2 separate regions of the Callithrix jacchus genome follow, and region 2 is linked to region 1. A link is a contact called in public Hi-C data. All regions are on one chromosome and are shown on one strand. The core of a region is the stretch at or near the end of the contact, and the rest is flanking DNA. Distances in the headings are between cores, read along the strand shown.

What was found. Hi-C and Micro-C count contacts between places; a contact is called where the count stands out from the background.
Region 2: a Hi-C map of skeletal muscle shows a contact between it and region 1, with 6 times the contacts expected there. The contact joins two enhancer-like sites. A contact is called at or near these places in 3 of 3 Hi-C or Micro-C datasets (induced pluripotent stem cells and skeletal muscle).

Annotation. Positions count from the first base shown.
Region 1 is chr12:50,741,733-50,749,546 of calJac240_pri, reverse strand. It overlaps the pseudogene LOC128929203. Among named protein-coding and RNA genes, the nearest start is that of ZCCHC24, 42 kb to the left of the region's middle. Within about 2 kb of position 5,081, at least 1 of the 16 cell types and tissues checked has an H3K27ac peak or open chromatin away from gene starts, as enhancers often do. A contact at or near this core is called in skeletal muscle, where this site is marked.
Region 2 is chr12:50,849,503-50,857,316 of calJac240_pri, reverse strand. It overlaps ZCCHC24 (zinc finger CCHC-type containing 24), which reads right to left. Exons shown (of 4, transcript XM_035267855.3): 4 at 5,606-7,814. Among named protein-coding and RNA genes, the nearest start is that of PPIF, 21 kb to the left of the region's middle. Within about 2 kb of position 3,371, at least 7 of the 16 cell types and tissues checked have an H3K27ac peak or open chromatin away from gene starts, as enhancers often do. A contact at or near this core is called in skeletal muscle, where this site is marked.

The DNA.
Region 1 (7,814 bases), core at 3,832-6,331:
CGATTTAGTTCACATAAACTCCTTTTTCTCTTCTTCTTTATTTGATTCATCTATCTATCTATCTATCTATCTATCTATCTATCTATCTATCTATCTAATCTGTTTTCTACTGGTTATATTTGAACATGTAAACAATTACTTATATATCTATTTCTTGTTTTAATTGACCCTATTTAATATCTTGACAACCCTGTATAAGGATAAGACTATTAACTCCTCCTTCTTCTTACATTCCCTCTATTAATGGAGGATTCCATTGGCTACACATTCATTTTTATATTGTTAAGATAGTTGGCAGGGGGCAGTGGCTTACTCACTCTTATAATATAGAAAATAATGGCAACGATTTCTTCCTTTCATTTAAAGTGCTGGGCCTTCATATTAACTGAAATGTGTACTGAAAGCCTAGAACTGGCCCTCTGCCCTGGTGCTGCAATCACAACACAGTCCCCGGCTCGGATCTGCACTCGGAGCAGGTGCACGTCTGCTTTCTTCCCAGGCCCTGCCTGAAGGGCATGAGCTACTTTGTAGTGAGGCTGTTATCTGTTTATACAAATAGGAAAGTTGAGGACCATATAGTGAATGTTCCATAAAATTAACTTGATTAATTTAGGGCATTTTTATTTATTCTTAAACTTTGTAGTTGTTGTTTTTTGTTTAAACTTATTTTGGTATTAAAATAAAAGTGTTACTTTTATTTTATATTAAAATAAAAATGTTACTTTCATTTTATATTAAAATGTATATTAAGGGGCGAGCACAGTAGTTCACGCCTGTAACCCCAACACTTTGAAAGGCTGATGCAGGAGGATCACTTGAACCCAGGAGTTTGAGACCAGCCTGAGCAACACAGTGAGGTCCTGTCTCTAGAAAAGCTAAAATTAGCCAAGCATGGTGGTGAAAGCCTATAGTCCCACCTACTTGGAAAGCTGAGGTGGGAGGATTGCCTGAGCCCAGGAGGTCGAGGATGCAGTGAGCTCCGATTGCACCACTGCACTCCAACCTGGGCAACAGTGAGATCCTGTCTCCAAAAAATCTTTTGGATTAAAATTATTTTGCAAAATGATGGATGATTCATATTCAAAGGCTCCAAAATGGAAGTGCAGAACAGATAATATTTTAATGTACTCCTTGGCCTGATAAAAAGCTAGGACTCTTGTTTTTTTAAAAGCCTACAGCACCTGGTATTCCCAGGAGGTCTCCCATCCAAGTACTAACCAGACCTGACCTTGCTTAGCTTCCAAGATCAAAAAATGCTAAGACCCTTGTTTGGCCCTCCACGTGGGCAGGGGATGCAGTTTGCTTACAGGTCCTTGAAATGCATACATTTAGGAACCACTGAGTCAAATGGATGGAGAATGGAAATCTAGGTGGTTGTTGACTTTAGCTGCAATGACTTTATCTTTGAGACAGGGTCTCACTCTGTCGCCCAGGCTGAAGTACAGTGGCGCAGTTGTAGGTCATACAGGCTCAAATTTTTAGGCTTAAGTGATTCTCCAGCCTCAGCCTCCCAAAGTGCTGGGATTACAGATGTGAGCCCCTACGCCTGGGCTGCAATGACTTTTTGTCCCCTCTGAGCACGTGCTCTGGAGGTCAGCTTAGGGTGGTACTGAGTGAGTGAGTGGTCTGCATTAGAAAGGGTTGATGAATGAGATGGTGACCTGGGAGGGACCAGGGCTGACTGCTGGGGCTCAGCCTACGAGTGGGCTAGACTGGTGGGGGATTGGAACGAGTCTTGTCTTTTCCTCCCTTGGAGATGTTGCTCAGGAGAGCCTGTGGCTTTGCTTTTCTTTGAGAACAAAGGAAAAAAGGGGGTTTTGTTATACTGAGATGGCTGGAACTGGAGCATCCAGTGGATGTCTAAAAATAACAGAGAAGGGAGATTATTTGAGGCTGGAACCCCAAGAAACCCCAGGCCGGTTGTGCTACAGAGCTCTGGGAAGCCTTCCTGTGGGAGGGAGGGGATGGGTTAGAAGTGGCGAAGGGCATGGTGTTTGGGGGAACTGTGGAGGGAACTGTCAGGTCAGGCCTGAGGTGGTTAGAGTGGCCTTTTACGTATGGTGTGATGTAAGCAGGTTTTGAACAGTGGGAAAGGGGGTTCCCTGTCAAATAATTTGGGGAAATGCTAGGTTTAACAAAGTCATTCAGGTTTCTTTACCACAGGGCTTGTACATGGTAGTGTGAACAGTGAATCTCCAGGAATCAAATATGTTTCTCCAAATTACAGACCCTTTCCCTGGAAACTGCCATGGATAGCAGGAGAGAAAAGGGTGGAGGGGTTAGAGGGGCTGAGATCATGGCGAATCTTGATCTAGAGGCCTCGGTCCATCCTGTGTGTGAGAGAAATACAGACAGAGAATTAAACATGCAGAGTCCTGGGCCCCATCCCTAACAGGAGGCCTGGGGCAGGGCCCAGGAATCTGTGTGCTTAACTGATTCCCATGCCAGGGCTCCAGGGACCACACTGAGAAACGAGCAATGCAGATGAGACAACACCAATGAACATAAGGCTTGGAAGCCACAGCTGTGGACTGCACTCAAGGATTCAAGCCTCCATGGGGGTGCAGGGCTGAGAGCTAAGAGCCTAGATCCCCGCCCCATCGAGGGATTTGGGTGGGGAGAGCTGAGCTGCCCTTGGTCTGGCTGTGCAGCTGACCCCAGCAAAGCCACTTGCCTTCCCCCTGGTGTCTGAAGTGAGGTACTGCAGTTCAGGGCTTACAGACCTCAGGGAGAGTGGGTTAGCCAGCATCTGCCCTCAGAGAAGTGAGAGGAGGAGGCCCAGCTCAACCCTGCCTCTTCCAGAAAGCCTCACTTCCCTAGCTCATCTGTGCTCCTGCAACACCCATTTCTGAAACACACCACCTCACTTTGCCACACCTCCTCCTGATGTCTCTCAAACGATCATTTTAGAGCTTATAGGAAAGACAGGGGCCCTGATAACTTTATCTCTCAAAGTAGGGAGCCCAGGGACACTGTCTATAGTGAAAATAGAAGTCTCCTACTTAGACTTACAAAGATAACAAGCAAGGAGTGAATGCCAGTGGATAGGCGGAAGGGGGAGAGGAGATTCCCCCGTCTGATACGGCCAAATGTCTATAAAGCAGATAGATGAAGACACAGCAGAAAGACATCGTACTGTATGGCTCCATTTATAGGACATGTGGAGAAGGCAAGATCAGAGAGATAGAAATCAGACCCATGGCTGTCAGGGAAGATTTGGGGATGAGCTGAAGAAGGAAATGGCTTTGCAGTCTGGCTGGGAAACAGGAGGAGGAGGAAACCTGTTAGGGAGCAGGATGGGTTAGGGAAAGTAACCTACCCCAGCAGACCGGAGGACACTAGTGGGAAGGATCAGCCTGCTTGGCCCAGTGCACAGAGCTTTCCCAACCCTGCCCTTCTGACTAATGTCTTAGGGATGGGAGAGGCGGGGTGGGGGTGCGGGGGAGGGATGTGGCCCAGGATTCCAGGAGGGGCAGTCACAGGATCTTGGGGAGGAATGAGAACAACAGCAAGAGCAACTGACTTGATCAGAGCTTCCCAAGTGCTGGCCATGGTGTGCTGTGGGCTTACTTAATCCTCACACAATTCTATGGACCCCTTATTACCCCTACGTTATAGAGGAGGAGCATGGAGCCCAGAGATATTACGTAATCTGCACAAAGTAACGCAACTGATAAAGAGAGGGATTTGAATGCAGGCGCCTCTGGCTCCAGCACCCTTGCCTTTAATGGCCACTGCTCTGTATTGCCACACAGGCCATGATGCCAGTGATGGTGGAGAATCTTCTGCCCCCTTCCTGCAATGCACCTATCCCACCATGGCTTGCACACTTCTGTTGATGGGTACCCACAATCTTCCTGGAGAGGCCATGCTAAAATAGACTCAAAGTCAACTTCCTTATACATTCATCCACAGCCCCAGTTACCCCTTTAATCCTTAAGGTAGTCATGAGTGCTGCTAGTCAGTCATCCCCATCTGCTCCTGTGCTCCAGGTGTGATTGCCCTTCCTGGCCCCATGAAGTTAAGGTACATGTTGCCACGTGACTTCCTTTGGCTGATGAAATGGGAGCAGAAGACTAAAAGGCCAGTGTGTGGTTTTCCTCTTTCCTATGTCATCGCTGTAGTGTCTGGGGGAGCTCATGCCTGCATGAAGCCTGACTTGCCCTGAATCCCTGAGCAACTAGGGTGAGCAGAGCTCCATGCTGACCTGTGTTGAACATGTAATGTGAGCAAGAAATAAACCTTGGTTGTGTGAGCCACTGAGATTTGGTGATTGTTTGTTATCATAGCAAAGCCTAACCTATTCTGGCTGAGTCTGGTCCCACAGAACAAGTGTCACTCAGGGCCAACAGCAGTCCAGCCTCTTCTAAGTCTCCTCTAAGCTGGATTGGCCCCAGTTTTTCCAGCTGAGCCTTCAGTTTGCTGACCTCTCATCTGATCTCTTATTCCAGACACACTGCAGTGTGGAAAGGGAGCACCATCACCCAGGAGCGATCTGTAAAGGCTGTTGTCCCTCCCCACTTCTCAGGATTCTTTCCACCTCAGTGATGCAGCCGGTGATCACACTGAGCCTTCAGCAGACAAACAAGGCTAACCTCCTCCCTGGGTTCCATTCTGACCTGCCTGGTTCTAATTCTTTGGGCTCTGGATAAAATGAGATTTCAATATGTAGAGCTAGATTGACCTGGTTCTGAGTTTCTTTCTATCTTGACACTACTACTTACTTCCTGTGTCACCATGAGCAAGTTACCTAACCTCTCTGAGCCTGTCTTCTTGAATGAAGGCTAGAAGTAATAAGACCAACTCTGAGAAGGCTGTCAGGTACAGCACCCAGCACGTCCCTGGTGCCTGGTGGGCCTGTGCAGATGTTATTTCCCTTGCTTTTCCCCTCACCCCCATCTCTTTCAGGCTCACAAGATGGAGAAAGGGGAAGGCATTTCTGGAATGAGGCCCTGCATCATTCCAGCTCCTGCATCATTGCTCTGTCCCAAACCTGGGTCTTAGGCCAGCCGGAGGCCCTCCTAACTCCCTTTCCAGGTCACAGCTGTCTGTTCCCCCTTCCCCGGTCACAGGGGGCTGCCCCATGGGGCTGGGAGAGAGGGAAGTGGACTCCAGGCTGCAGATGTCCGGGGCTCAGAGAAGGCTGCAGAGCTAATCCTGGGACTGCTGGCAAGGCCAGGCCAGGGCCTCAGAAGTGGCTTTTAAGGGCCCTCTCCTGCCTGCCGGCAGCCTGTGGCTTGGCTCAAATTTCCTAGGCCCCCAACTAAGGAACAGCTGCGTGGCTTCCCCTCTCCTCCCTCTATGTTCCCTCCTCTCTTTTGCAGACATGAGTCAAGCAAGGCTAGCCAGGGGTCTGGACAGGTTCCAGAAGGCTCCAGCCACTCAACCTGGGACTCTCTGAAGCCATGGGAGCTCAGACACCTGGGGTTTCTTGGGCCTTTCAACTCCAGACATATTCCTGCTGCTCTTCATTTGGCAGAAACCTTGGGCCCAGCTTTGATGTTTGGCTTGTCGTCCACCCCTTGGTTCCCTGGCTGGCCAGGCTTCCTGGGACACCTTCTACCCCGTGAGGTGGGGTGGGACCTGCCTTGGGGTGGGGGCCTCCTGGTTTGGCACTACCCCCACCCATAAGCCTTCCCAGCCTCCTGTTCTACCAGGTCCCTAAATGCCCCCCCTTCCAACTGCCTCCCAGAGCAATGACCTCTGACTTTCTGTGTCCTATCAATATCACCACACCCACCCCAGAGAGAGAAGTGTACGGCTGTGAGTGAGTGTGTGTGTACTCACTAATATTTCCTGAACACTTGTTTGATTTTATCCTTAACTATCTTGTTTTTTTCTTGACAAATAAGGAAATGAGATCCAGAGAGGGTTGGAAATTTGACTAGTTAACAGAAAGAGGAAATGGCAAAGCTAGGGTTTAAACCCCATTGTGATGATTCTGAGTCCAAGCTTTTTTTTCATCCCACCACATGGCCTGGAAAAGACCTGCCACACACTTGCCCAGGAACACTCGGGAAGCGAGTGATTCACCTCCCTGATATGAGCGGCCCATGACCGGGGACTCAGGCCACTTCAGCAGGACACGCTTGGCCCAGAGCAACAGTGAGGAGAGGATAATTTGGCTAGTGCAGGAGACCCCCACACTAGTTCCTCTTGGTGAGGGGTCTCCAGGGCGAAGCATGAATCTGCCCCAGCTGGGCCTCCAGTCTCCCTCAGAGTACAACTTCCTTTCGGTGCTGGGAGTGAACCCGAGGGAACAGATGGGTGCTGCATGAGCATATATGATCCTGAAGCATGAGCCAGCTATTTCTTCTGGTGTCCACCAAAGAAACGAAGATCTGAGCCATGCTGCAAGGAAAATCTGCCCTTATGAGTTTACTGAGGGACTGTAGGGGGAATTCTACCAGGTGTCTGGTAAAAAAGATACCTTTTTTTTTTTTTTTGAGACAGGGTCTCTCTCTGTCACCCAGGCTGGAGTGCAATGGTGTGATCTCAGGTCTCTGTGGCCTCGAACTACTGGGTTCAAACAATCTACCCATCTCAGCCTCCTGAGTAGCTGGGACTACAGGTGCACACCACCATGGAGGCTAATTTTTGTAGAGATGGGGTTTCAACATGTCGCCCAGGATGGTCTTGAACTCCTGAGCTCAAGCATCCTGCCCACCTTGGCCTTCCACAGTGCTGGGGTGACAGGCCTGAGCACCTGGCCGTAACATACTTTCAAGGGGAATTTAGACTCTGCACAGTGCCGACCTTGTGATGATAAACTAGCCCCAAACATGGAGCAGTGGGTGGCCCCTTACTCCCAGCAAGTCTTTCTCTAATGGTGGGATTCCAGGATGGGGGAGAGGGGCCTTCTGGGACCTCAGTCTCACACCACCGGGTCCCGGGGTTCCCTGTTGTCTCTTACCAATCTAGGTTTCCAGCGTGGTGCAGTGAAGGAGCATGTGACGGGGAATGAGACCCAGTCCCCAGCCACACTCTGCAATGGGACCATGGGCAAGTCTCTTAAACTCACTCCAGGCCCCAGTTTCCTCATCTGTCAGCTGAGGCTACTGGACAAATGACCAGATGAAGTTCCAGAGCCCTCGAGGACTCCATCTGGGCTGGAGATGGCTCAAGCCCCTGTCCAGGAAGCAGAATTGCCTCTAGCACAGGTTACATCTGACCTGAGGCCACTGGCTTGTGGTTCAGGACTGGTTACCAGATCTGCTTCCAAGGATGGTGTCATCACCTCATTTTATAGGTGAGAAAAACACGATTGTAGCCCAAGGGTGCTGTGTAGCCTTCCCTGTCCCTCTGGCTCCTACTACCTCCACCCTCTGTCTGTCCCTATGCTCTGAAGCTCCCATGTTCTGGCCTTGTACTACTCAGGCCTGCTCTCCTCCGAGTCCGCAGGCTCAGGGCTCTGCAGGCATCTTCATCACCTCCCAGGAGCCCCAGCCCACAAACAACCGCCCATTTCCTTTTCCTCTGTTTCAAAGCTGCATGTTTTGGCCTGAAATAGTCATGGGCCCCATGGACATTTAGCACCAGCTGGCTGACATTGGACAGGTCACTTGAGCCCTGAGCCTTGGCCTGGACATGTATGAAACCGGGACTGCAATAATCACAGCAATTGGAGCCGCTGTCTTGCACTGGGTGCTTACTGAGACAGGCTGGACACCACGTCCTCACTACGAGCCCATGAAATGCGAGCCATCTCTCTCCCATGATGAGCTTGAGACTGCGCCCACCTGGCAGAGGTGTGGGACTGCTCACAAGGGCCTGGTGTACAGTAGGTGCTCAATAAATGGGGACAACTCTGTTAA
Region 2 (7,814 bases), core at 2,122-4,621, 110 kb before region 1:
CAGCTCATCTCAAGTGACCCTGAGGTAGGTAGAAAGGCATTAGTGTCTCCATTTTACAAGGGAGGAAACTAGGCTCAGAGAGGCAAGGTGGCAGGTGCATGAGGTGGCTTGAGTAATGGTGGCTGATAAGTAGTGAAGGTGTCACCTAGATGCCAGCCCCTCTGACCCCAGAGGCCTTACCCAGGATGAGAGCGGGGAAGGAGATCAGGTCTAAGCAGGTGCCATGGTCCTCAACTTACAAGACAGGACTTGGACGCCAGGTTCCCCCACTGATCTGCGGGAGCTGAGTGTGGAGGGCTGTGGGGCCCCAGCTTTGAGTGCTTCTGAGATGGGGCAGGGGGAGGGTAACTGGCCTTAGTACCGGGCTCCAGGAAGCTGTAGGGCCAGGCATGGAAGGGAAGGAGGAGCAAGTGTCCAGGGAGAGAGGGCACAGGGTCCTGGCCTGGCTCGATCACACTGGATGAAGTGGGGACAGGATCAGAGCTGCCCTTACCCCCTGGAGCTCCTGAGAAGTTACCAAGGAAAGAAGTGGAGGGAGGGTTGGGGCTCCCTTGGGTTCTGGCTTCCACATAGGCCTCCAACAACCATGGGGCTGGCCCTAGATTGTTCATGCATCTGAGCTACTATGGGAAGATTGGCAGGCCAGGCTGGGCAGTGGGGAGAGGCCCAGGATGGAGAGAGGGGGCTGAGGGCAGGCCAGTGGCTGCCTGGCTGTCTGGGAGGGCAGTATAGCAGCAGGAAGCAGCAGGACGCAGGGGTTAGGCCTGGACCTAAAATACCCCTGGGATTAGGGGGTGGGAGAGAGGTTCTGGGAGGGGCAGAGGGCTCTGCTACTTACTTTGACAAGTCACTCAGCCTCTCTGGACCTCGGCTTCCCCATCTGTAAAATGGGACTCCTTGTAGTACCCACCTCCCAGAGCTGCTGCAAGGACCAAAACCGGTGTGTGCGAATCACTAGCACCGTGGCTGCCACACCAGCTGCTGACTGGATGCTGACAGGACTCATGCGCTTGTTTACTCCACATTTAACCTGACCGTGTGCCAGGCCACACTGGGCGCAGGAGACTGGCGATGAAGCAAGCACGAGTAGCCCCTCTAGAGGAGGTAGCCAGGACGGTGGAGGGCGCTGCACGGGATGAGGACGTGGGGGGACCCGGCTCCCGCTCTGCCTTGGGGCATCTCCTCAGCCTGACTCACCTTTGGGCTCATCTCCTGCCAGGAGCAAAAACAGACACGAAAGCAAAGAGAGCAGTACAGCCGATCCCAGGTCCCTCTCCAGCCCCTATTCCAGGTTGTTTGAGAGCAAAGCCCAGGCACTGCCTCATTTCACCCATAACTGCTCCAGAATGTAAGAGACAGAATATTTTTCACATGATCGCGATGCCATTATGACACTGAACAAAATGTAAATTCAACTGCATCAACTGTGAGAAGGGACTTTTGCTGACTGAGCTGGGCCAAGGGCAGGGCGTGACGTCGCCTGCCTACCTGGGTTCCTCAGCCTGTGGGAAGGACTCAGGGCCTGTGGGGGAGGAGATGGGCAGATTCACACTGCTTTCATTGCCTTCCTGGTCAGGAGGGGCCCCATCCTGCTGCATCGCCCTTCCAGCTAGAGAAGGGCCTCAGGACCGTTGCCCCTAAGGGACTCTCAATGGGCTGCGGCCGTGTGTGTTTGTGGGCTGTGCATGTGTGAATACGTGCAGGCTTGACTTTGCAAATGGGTGTGTGTATGAGGCCGTGAACAGAGTATGTGAGATGTGTGTGTCAAATGTGTGTGCTTGTGAGATGTTTGTGTGTGAGTGCACGTGTGAGATGTGTTTGTGTGTGAGAGTGGGCATGTGAGCTGTGTGAGTTCACGTGTGAGATGTGTGGGTGCACGTGAGATGTGTGTGTTTGTGTGTGCGTGTGAGATGTGTTTGTGCATGTGAGATGTTAGTGCACGTGTGAGGTGTGTGTGAGTGCACATGAGATGTTTGTGTGTGTGCATGTGAGGTGCGTGTGTGCACATGTGAGGTGTGTGTGTGCATGAGGTGTGTGTGTGAGTGCGCATGTGAGATGTTTGTGTGCGTGTGCATGTGAGATGTGTGCGTGTGAGATGTGTGTGTGCATGTGAGGTGTGTGAGTGCATGTGTGAGATGTGTGTGTGCATGAATGTGTATGTGAGATGTGTGTACACATGTGAGATGTGTTTGTGAGTGTGCATATGGGGTGTGTGTATGTGAGTGCATGTGTGAGATGTGTGTGTTTGTGTGTGTGTGTGAGAGGTGTGTATGAGTGCGTGTGTGTGCGGGCACGGGGAGCAAGTGGCCTTGAAATCTCCTTGGGATCCAGCCTCTGGACAAATGGCAGGGGAAGTGTGGAGAGGGGCCTTTGCACCCAAGGGCAGCCCGTTCCCTGCTCCAGCCAGAGCTCTAGGGGAAGAGCCGACACACCTGTCTCTGGAGAGATGGCAAGCCTTCCTCGGTCTTAATTCCCTTCACCTGGGGTGTTCCCTGCACCTTCTCCCCACTTCCAAGCACCTGGCAGGCTCACAGGAGGCAGCCACTGGAAGGGTGGAGTTCTGATGCCTCGCCCTGGGTTTACCAGGCAGTGGGGAGGAGGACCAGGGTGTCAGAGGGCAGGTGGGGGGCTGATTCCCCAGTGCATCGTGGGTCCCAGGCCTCGATCAGAGCTCTGGGCCAGGCCCCAGGACACACTGACGGACAGCCATTTGCTGACAGACTGGACAGGTTGGTGAGAATCTGCTTGGTGGCCCTGGTCAGGATCAGAAACTGCACAGATAGTGGAGGCTGGAGGGTGTGGCGGAGGACCCTGCTTGGCAATCTGGGGCAGCAGGGCTTCTCAGGCCTCAGTTTCTCCACCTGCCATAGTGGCATGTTGTTTCCTGCCCTGGGTCCTGCCAGGACTAGTAGGAGGAGACATGAGGTCAGAAAACCGGAGGGACTCCAACCTACGGCTGGGGTCCAATGCAGAAGCTGACTGGTGGCCTGGGCCTGGAAGCTTCGGCACCACAGTGGGGGACTGGTGGGAGAGAGGTGGCTAGCCCAGAGCTGCGTGCAGGAGCTGCCTGGGTGTCCCCTGCCACACTCAGTGAGTCCTAATTGCCCCCAGCTTACAGATAAGGATGTGAGGCTCTGTGTCACATGTTCCAAGAAGCAGAGCCTTGTCAGGGTCTTGCCAGAGGGACCCTGGGCTCCTGGCGACCTCCAGTGCTCAGGTGGTTGGGCTCCTGCCATCTCTCCACAGGCCTGGTCTCCCCTCTCTGTGTTTGGGGCAGATGCCAAGAGGGTGCCTCACAACCTTGCAGCCATCACCCCTTGGCACCCACCTGCCCCACCTCCCTTCCTCCTGCCTGGTCTCTCACCCTTCGATACCACCCAGCCCTTGGACCCTCTCCTTATCTGACCTTTGCAACTCTCTCCCAGCTCTGCCTCTGACACACTGCACTGGGTGGTGAGAACTTCAAGTTCGATCAAATCCTGGTTCTGCCACCTGCCTGCTGGGTGACGGTGCCAGGTGAGACCTTCCCCTGGGGGACCTCAGCTTCGGCCCAGAGCTGGGCCAGCCTCTCTTGATCCCTTGCCAGCCCTTTCTTTGGTGGACTCTTCTCTCTCCTGGGTGCTCAGCAGCCAGCTGTCTCTGAACATGGGGACTGAGTCCGACCGGAAATTCTTCCTGTCCAGGGGAATTACTGGTTTCCACGGCTCCAGGAGATGTCGAAATGCAGGCTGTGTTTGCCTTGGGTTTGTTTTCTTTCCACAGAAAACAAAACAAACACACAGGCGCATGCACACTGCCACACACTCAAAGTGCATGTCATCAAACAATGCCCGAAGTCCCAGCGCGGCACACATGGGTGCCCAGTCAATGTTTACTGGGTGCTCAGAAGCACCTGGGGCCCTGGGTTCGAGGCCTGGCTCCCTGCGGACTACCTGGTGTCATCACTGGTAGGATGCTTCTGCCTGAGCTGCAGACAGCGGGAGCCAGGGACCCACACTCCCTGGGCGCCTCCCGGTACAAGCAGTGCGCTTTGTCTTTTGCTCAGTGGGTTGTCTTATCCACAGGATACCCCTGGGAGAGCTGGGGCTCAGGGACAAGGAAAGCCACCCAGTGTCATGCAGCTGGGTAGCAGGGCTGGCCTGGCCACAGTGCTGAAGAGGACAGGAGGGCCCTGAGTCAGACACCAGCTCTGAGATCTCAGATCTGCCTAGAGAGAGCCACAGCCCCACCCAGGCTACTGGAGGACTCGTGGGCTGGCAGAGGGCCCGCTACGGAGCAGGGCTCCTTTGTTCTCCTCTCACACTGGCAGAGGTGGGTCCCCTCTCCCCCGCACTGCTGGGCCCACCTTCATTCAGGCTGACTCTGGCCCTGCCTGCCATTCCACACACTGAGGGCCGGCACCCCGTGGGGAATTCTCTAGATGCCATTCAGCAGGAAGGGGCTTGGTTCTGGGATTTGCTTGGCACCCCAAATAAGACAAGAGGTCTGGCCTTGGTGGTCTCTGCTCCTGCCTGTCTCTTGCCCTCACATCCATGGTCCTTGACCCCAAGGACTGGCATTTGATTTTCTCTGCTCCGTCCAGAGGCCACAGTCAGGAGGCGAGGGCTAGCCCACAATCACGTGCTTCGACTTCCACACTATTCAGAAGTCCAGTTCACTCATTGCCAAAACTTAAAACATGGACAATTTCACGTAACAACTGGGATTTCCGGTTTTCCCCTGCTGCCCCTCCCTCCCTCTGTAGGCAACCTTATTCGTAGATAGCAACAGTTGGCTGGAGCTGAGGACAGAGGGCCCCTCGATGGGACTCCCTGCCCCCCGCCTCCTCCCCTTCATGATGGGTCCCACAGGAACACTAGGGACCTTCTGAAAGCCCAGTGCTTCTCAACTTTGGGTGCAAACAGACTGAACTGGGGGCTTCATAAGCTCAAGGACACCCCGGACCACTTCCTCAGCCTCCCTGGGGTGGGGCCAAGGCACGAGATTCTTAAAGCCCCCCAGGTGACTCAGGTGGGCAGCAAGGTTGAGAACAAGAGCCAGTACTGGGCTTTGCAGGTGGCGGCTGCTGACAGTCTTGCTTTGCTGTGGCTCCTCATGGCCCTCAGCAGAGTCCCACCCCCACCCCCACCCCACTCTGTGACAGCCTAGGCCAGGCTTCGGTCAGAAGAGGGGCCCCTGTGCCGTCTCCCCTGGACCTCTCTGTTTGCCCACTGTGTGATGCTGCGTGTCTGGGGCCCAAATCCTGATCTTGGCCGCGTGTGCCAAGCGGGAGCAGCCAAGGGCTGCAGTCTCTGAGGAAAATTCACTCCTATATATGGTCACCCGGGAGTCCCCCCACTGAGTGAACGTGTGACCTCATCTGCTGACAATCTCTCCCAGTCTGGGGCCAACTTGGAGAGGGCCTTCGCCCTGGAGAGTGTCCAGTTGGGAGCAGAGAGGTTGGGAGAAGGCAAATCCGTGGCATAGAGGCAGGGCAGTGATAAGATGACCCAGACCCAGGAGGGCCAAGGGTAGCCCCAAGTCTCTCCTACGCTTGCCCCATCTCCTGCCTCTGAGAGTCCAGCCTCCCTACATGCTTGTGTGAACAAGGAAACCCGTGAGCCTCTTTTGCTTTTAAAAGTCCTTTTAATACAGCATGAAGGGGCTATGTTTCTATAGGCAAGCGGTATACAGATTCTCCAGGAATAAGGCACACGATGGAATGCCATCCCAAGGGCTGCACGTCGGAGACACTGGAGCCTTCTCCACACGCCCTCCGAGCTGGGCCCATGGGTTCTGTTTGTCTTTTTAGCTGGACTCACACATATGGACAGACGCAGACACAGACAGGGTCACCGCACGGGGGTGGAAGAGGTGGGGCAGTGAGGCTGGCTACAGAAAAGCTATTGCCATGAGCCTGCTGCCAGAGCCCCAGGGGGCTGCTCGGCCACCTCAATGAAGGCTGGAACACCCCCATTTCAAGGTTAGTCGTTGGACTGGGCTACAATGTAGTGAGGTTGGATTCAATATTCATTTAGGGCAGATTCAAGTCTATTAGATGCTGGAGGGCTGGCATAAGGGCTCCGGTTGACATTTCCAAGTTCAAGGAGCATGGGCCGGAGGAGGCGTGGCTCAGATGGCAAAGCTCCCAAGTGGCAGGGCCAGGCTTTGCCCCACTTCTTCTTCCTTCCTGGGGCCCCACTGATCGAGAGCCCTCAAACCAAGCCAAGGGGCTGCTGGACCACAGAGGGGCTAGTGAAAATAAGCCGCTTCTTCCCCTGGACCACTCCCTGCCTCCCTACAAAATTAATAAAACCGTAATAACAAGATAATAATAAGATGCAAGAGAATAGAGTACAATGCTGTTTGTTATCCTCTGCGGAAGAGGCACAAAGGGGTCACTACTCCCGTTCCACTACGTATCTAATTATAGCTTCCCTTTAAAAAGGCAATACTTTCCAAAATACACAGATGTATAAATACAGGACAAGAACATATTAATAAGTCTAAACACTGGAATAATATGCTGGCTACTTAATACTGATATTTTCATCCAGGGAAACAACACAGAATAACAACGATATGGCTTAAAGAATTGCAAAGGTTTTTTTTTCCTCATCAGAATTATGTACCAACTTCATATAATATTCTACGTAGACAATATTTCCTTCTGAATGTAGTTCAGTTGCATATTTTTACAGACCAAAGCATAGTAAAAAACAAACAAAAACCAACCAAAAACCCAGTAACGGGAAACAGAAAAATCTCACCATAAATATTTTCCTTGCAGCTCAAGCAGAAGGTTTGCAAAATACTTCCAGAAATCTTTGATATTCTCCTGCCCTCCTGAAAGTCCTGAAGTTTTGAAAATGCCTCTCTTTTTGTTTGTTTTAATCTCAAAAGTCAAACGATTATATTTTTCTTTTCTTTTTTTTTTTTTTTTTAAAAAGGCCCTCAAATATATACAGACAAAAAATCACTGTCAAAAAGATTTTTTCGGGAAAAGCTACCAAATTCAGTGTTGTGAGAAAAACTGGTAACCATGCAGAAATTTTAACATCTATAAATTTTTTTTCAAAATACACACATAGTATTTTTTAAAAAAAGGAATTCCGTGTCAAGTATAACTCAAAATAAATACAAATTCACAAGTAGAACTATTGAATACTTCATATGGGGTAAACAACATTATCTTCCAACTAGATCGCTAGATCTACCAACTGCAAGCGATTGTCCCTTTTGAACGTACTAAAACCACACTCGTTCCTGTCCCCTGGGCTCCTGGACCTCTGAGCACTTAGTTCTCACAGCATCCAGCCTGCGCAGCAGTGGCTTTGCTGACCACGGAGAGTTCCCAGTTCAGGCAGAACTGAGTCAAGGGAAGTGCGGAAGTGGGGCCTCAACGCGGGAACCCCAGCCCCCAAGGTGGCTGGTTCTGCACAGATGGCAGGGCAGTGGCTACCTGCTGAACAGCTCGCTGGCAAGGTCACCTGGGGTGATAGCCCATCTCCCCTCAGCCCATGCAGGGAAGCCCTGGCCTCCAGTGGTCTGGAGCCTGGGTTCTTTTTAGGGTGTGGGTTCCCCAACCTTAGCAGCACAGCTGGCAGCCCCAGGCAAGGTCCCTCTGTGGGGTGGGTCCCCGGAAGGGTTGGCACAGGCACACCGCCCACCACTGCCAACATTCTCTTTAGCAGTGTGGTAGGATGACCGTTAGTGGCAGCTTCTCCTTAGGGACAGAAGCCTGGGCTGGGGCCAAGCCCAGCTCACCTCAACGCATTGAAGAAGGTGGGGAACAGCGTGCTCGGGAAGTCCTCAGTGGCAGTCCCCAGTGGTGG